Linked DNA regions of Gossypium hirsutum: region 1 is linked to region 2. A link is a contact called in public Hi-C data. All regions are on one chromosome and are shown on one strand. The core of a region is the stretch at or near the end of the contact, and the rest is flanking DNA. Distances in the headings are between cores, read along the strand shown. Region 1 overlaps LOC107903901 (trihelix transcription factor GT-1). Region 2 holds the start of LOC107903899 (3-oxoacyl-[acyl-carrier-protein] reductase 4).

Region 1 (2,700 bases), core at 198-2,697, 100 kb after region 2:
TATTTACACTTTAATCCTTATGTTCAAAACTAACAATTTTCACTTAACAAACAATTTTACAAATTGGTACTTGAGTTAGCTAATTTAAGCTCTCGAGATCTCAAAAACATAAAAATTACAAAAAATGGACTTGTGTACTTACCAATTCTTAATGGACGAATAGCTTGAAGTTTAACAATGGTTTCTTATCTTTTTATTTGCATGTTAGGTGAAGAAGATGATTAAAAATGGATGGAAATTCTTTTTATTTTCCTTTTTATACTTTAATTAATAATTAATTAACTTTACTTAATTAATTTAATCACAATTTACTTAATCTTATTTATCTACAAATCAAACAAATTGGATTCCATCATGAAATTCCACTATCCACTATTAATAATTGCTCTTTTGTTCTATTAGCTAATTAAAAATCTATAGTGATTAAACTTTTATCATTTTTACGATTTAATCCTTATACTTTAATTAACTATCAATTTAATAAAATTACTTTAATCTTATTTATCTACTAATCAAACAACGTGGATTCCATCATGAAATTCCACTATCCACTATTAACAATTGCTCTTTTATTCTATTAGCTAATTAAAAATCTATATCGATTAAACTTTTACCATTTTTATGATTTAATCCTTATACTTTAATTAGCTATCAATTTAATAAAATTACTAGACCGAAATTCAATATACCATTAACTTAGACTCGTAAATATTAAATAATAATATTTACAGATTCGATCATCGAAAATAGGATTCTGAAATCACCGTTTCCGACACCATTGACTTTAGGATCGTTACATAGGTTTAGGCTAACAACATTAGTGTCGTGGTAGTAAGGCTACAGGAGCATAGACTATGAATATGATTTGTAAGGGAAATAAGGTGTTAAGTTCTTCCCAAGGTGCACAACTTGAACTTCCCCATTATTCTTCCTTGGAGCCAAACTCTTTCTAGCTTTAGTTGCCTCTCCTACATCCATCTTTCCATTCTTTATACCATTTTCAATTATTTCATTCAAAATTACCATATCCACAAAGGTCTTTATGCATTTCAGATCAAAAGGTCATAATATGGACCTTTAAGTGTACTTACAAATAGTATGGTTATTTCCTTATCGAATAATTGTGGTTGAACGTCTGCAACAAGGCCTCTCTATCACCGGGTATACTCTTTAAAACTTTTAATAACCTTTTTTCTCTATATTTTGTAATGATAGGTGGTCTTAAGTAATATAAACAATATGTTGGTACCGGGAAACAAAACCTGTAGTCAACTCATTCCAAGTATGAATTCAGCTATTATCTAATTGGATACCACCTAATCCCAAACCTAGACTGGCTATTTTTTAATATATGCATAAGAAATTTCTAATCCCTTATGTGAGCAACCATCTTTCAATAGCACGTGGGGATGTGGACCAGGATCTTTTGACCCATCATACTTCTCAAAGTCAAGTGTCATAAACTTGAGTGGAATGGCCACATATGGGACCAAAAAGAAAGTATGTATGTGTCTATGGACCCATAAAAGTCCATCTTCAATCTTTTCTCAACCATATCCATTTTTTGCAACTCTTTTTCAATCTTTGCCTCAAACATATTCAATTTCTCTAACTCCTTTAGATCATCTAATTTTGGAACTTCAATTGTTTCAATTTTTTTTTTTGACACAGGGATAGTTTACCTTGAAGTGGTGATTGAAATGTGAAAATTTGTACCCCTAGGTGAGGATAAGAAACCTCACCTATAAAGTGTTGAGTTATTCCTTCATTTTTCTTGAGAATTTTAGATCTTGTCCATTTTAGTAGTTTATTCTTCAGCCTTATTTCTAGTCTTAAAAGGGGTGTTGTAAGAATGAGAATCCTTAACTTTTTGAGGAAAAAAAAACTTCTTTTAATCAATAAATCAAGTAATAAAATTTTATTAACAAGTGCACGATAAAACAAATACATAAATACGAGAGTACAAAGCTATAAACATTTATTAGAGAAAATAAATCACAACGTTATGAATTAAACAAAATTCCATATCAATCTTTTGTTGCTACATATCCTTTTTACAAGACTTTACAACACTAGTATTTTCAAAAAGAATTTTTATGATCCACTTGATAGTGTTGCTGGGCCTCTACAATTTGAACAAAAGTCTTCTGGAGCGGTGTTATATGTCTAGCAATATCTTAATTCAATCATTCATTTCAACTTTAATAATTCTCATACAACACTATCATGCATTTTGCCCACTAAATTATTTTCTTCTTCTTGACACTTGTTTGGAGAAGTAGTTAACTTTATCATTTCACATTCTTTTCTCTTAATATTTTATTGAAAAATATATATCTTTTTTTTAATTGGCCTGTAAGAGATCATTGTACCTTTATTCCAATTCAAGGGCATTTCTCATCTAACATGTCATGTTCTTCCTTCCACCCCATAGCATGAAATCCAAAATAGTAGTACTAACATGGCATATTACCTTATGAAACACAACTAGACCATAAATTGCCAATGCACAACAGTTGTGTACCTTTGTCATCATTAGGATGTTGATTGATGAAGTACTGTAACACGCATACCATCCTTTCTCTTTAGTCATTCTATCAACTTGGGTAAGTTCAATTCCCATGAAATTGGCAAGTTGGTTTCTATATCCATATCCCCTCGTTTGCTTCTACAACACTTTATTTAAACTCGAGAAGTCTT
Region 2 (2,700 bases), core at 113-2,612:
TTCATTATAAATTAACCAGAGATAATTAGGGGTCGTACCATATATGTATAGATTCCTCTCTGAGTCTAGTTTTCATAGAAACAAACGGCATCAGTATTGAAGCCCCGTGCAGGGAGATATTCAAGTCGTAATGGGCAAAGGTCAGTGTAGTCGACCCCTACAACATGGGAGACTTTGACTAATAAACTGTACTAATTGGCCCGACCAAAAATTCTAGAAAAAATACATAGATGGACACATGAGTCTAGTTTCTGGGAAAAATTACAAAACTGATTTTCGAGTTACAAAACTCAAGATATGATTTTAAAACGACTAGTACACAGATTGGGCAGTGTCTGGAAAATAAATTTTATAAGGGGTTAAAGTCAGTTAACACCTCGTGTTCGACTCCGGTGTCGGTTTCGGGTTCGGGGTGTTACACTCTCACAAATCTCCATTGGCTCAATCTGACCATCTACTCCTTTCGTCATCTCGATCGATACCTTCTAACCTTAGCTCGGATACCAACTGTCACGGGGCTAGAACTTTAGTCTCACAGTCTATGTAGCCTTAGACGATTTCTTAGGTTCAAATCCACCTAAAGTGTAGCTCTTGCAAAATGAGAATTATGGATAGAATTTCTCGAAGGCACCAAAAATAAAGTGGAAGCAATTCAAAAATAAAAGATCAACGAAAGAACAAAAAAGTCACAAGCAAAAGCATACCAGGTATTTGAGTAAATGCTCTTAAAGTATCTCTATTACTTTGAAGATTACAACTGAGTGATTACAAATAAAAGGAAAGACTTCTATTTATAGTTGAGCTGCTCCAAAATCCAACAGTATAAATCGAGTTACATTGACGATCAAGATTAGAGCCTATCTACAATTGAGATTTTTAAGGGATTTACACAATCCCTTGATATTACAAAATCAAATATTCTAAGACATCACATCTTCTAAATTAGTTCAAGTGGATCAAATAAGTCACGTTTAATCGATTGACCTCCTTGAAACGCTCTTTATGCATTTGTCATGGGTTTTGATCTGTAGCACATGACAAATACGCGTGTATAAAATTTCTAATGGATATAAAAAAAACTAAATGTTGTTATTTTTTCAATAAAAGAACACCGTAAGTTTTTTTTTTCCCTAATTCCATCGTCTTGTTGCAGTTGAACTACTTAAATCTAAATTTCCACGGATTACTGATCCGATTTACAATAAGGTGCCCAAAAGACTGTTTTACTGCATTGCCACCTAGAGGATATTACCGCTTTACCATCGGCCATTTAGAGGCATTGGTTTTCATTGTAAATATCGGCTAAACCAAGACCCATTACTGTAATAATAATCGAATTCAACCAATCTTTGGGATTAAATAACAACAGTCCTCACCCACTTCGTTAGTTTCGCCCACTCTTTAACACTCTCCGGACTTCCCAAAGCAAAGCTAAAACAAAATTCAAACGCCATTTAAACCTTTATTTTGTTCCCCTTTCGGCTTTATATAAAGGCTTAATTTTCTGGCTTCCCTCTTCGCTTCCCGTTCTTATTCTATCCTCGCTGTTCGCAGATTCCTCAGAGCTCCGATTACGATGGCTGCTGTTACCGGATCCAATGTCGTCGCTCTAAAACCCGCCGCGAGGCTTGCTGATCCTACTGACCGAAAATTTGTTCAGATTCGGCAATGGTCTCCGATTTCCGCCGGATTCGGATCGGTTCAGGCTCGGCCCTGCATCGGTCTCCAGTGCCAATCGAAACGATCATTTGCGTCCCCCGGTATTTGTTTTTTGTTTCTTTGGCTTTTAAGCACCCTCCTTTTTCATCTTTATGGAATATTTTATGCTAATTTCGCAGAAAGCTCAGCATGTTTGCTTTTCTTTTTTTGGAAAGCATGTTTGCTAATTAAGGATACTGAACTGTAGTCAAGTTTATCTTTGGAGCTTGTGGACTTTTGTTGTTTAACTACTTCAATAACTGATAATAAGCTGCATTTGTTAGTAATCCGAGAGATAATTGATGATTTATGAGAGATATAATTCTATTTAATTTAGTTTAAGGATACCGAATCATCATCAAATTTATTATTGGAGCTTGTGGAATTTTGTTGTTTTAACTGATAATAGGCTACATTTTTTAATAATCTGAGAGATCATTGATGATTTACGAGAGATAAATTTTCTATTAATTTTGGATTTTGAGTTTTTTTTAGTTTTTGGCTTCTTTTCCAGGTGTAAAAGCTCAGGTTGCCACTGTTGAACAAGCCAGCATTGAAGCAGCTCAAAACGTAGAAGCTCCCGTAGCCATAGTTACTGGAGCTTCTAGAGGCATCGGTAAAGCAGTTGCGTTGGCTTTAGGTAAAGCAGGTTGCAAGGTTAGTGATTGTCCTTTTTCAGGATCTTACTGCCCTTATCACCTTAAATTTTATTGTAAAGCCATAGGAAGAATGTAACTTGCAGCTGCTGAAGTCTTGACTGAAACTACAACTGGGAGATATCTTCGTCATATAATGTTTAAAATTTATAAATAATATTAATAATAATTAAACTTCGATTTGCATCAGGTTTGCATGTAGTTTTCTATCTCTTGAAAATGGAACTGGTTATCATCTCATCAATTATTCCGAGTATACTGCTTATGATTACCTTAATCTAAAGTTAAGTTATATGTTAAATCTTTTTCAAACTCTAAATGGTGGCCCATTATACACTATATAGTG

The links. Hi-C and Micro-C count contacts between places; a contact is called where the count stands out from the background.
Region 1: a contact with region 2 is called in a Hi-C map of leaf, with 2.6 times the contacts expected there. The contact joins the enhancer-like site here to the promoter of LOC107903899 in region 2. A contact is called at or near these places in 3 of 34 Hi-C or Micro-C datasets (callus and leaf).

Annotation. Positions count from the first base shown.
Region 1 is chrD05:38,411,579-38,414,278 of Gossypium_hirsutum_v2.1, forward strand. LOC107903901 (trihelix transcription factor GT-1) reads right to left here. Exons shown (of 6, transcript XR_005914255.1): 6 at 2,013-2,700. Among protein-coding and RNA genes, the nearest start is that of LOC107903901, 7.4 kb to the right of the region's middle. Within about 2 kb of position 1,448, at least 4 of the 9 cell types and tissues checked have an H3K27ac peak or open chromatin away from gene starts, as enhancers often do. A contact at or near this core is called in leaf, where this site is marked.
Region 2 is chrD05:38,310,829-38,313,528 of Gossypium_hirsutum_v2.1, forward strand. It overlaps LOC107903899 (3-oxoacyl-[acyl-carrier-protein] reductase 4), which reads left to right and starts at 1,363. Exons shown (of 11, transcript XM_016830098.2): 1 at 1,363-1,760; 2 at 2,213-2,355. The coding sequence starts at 1,577.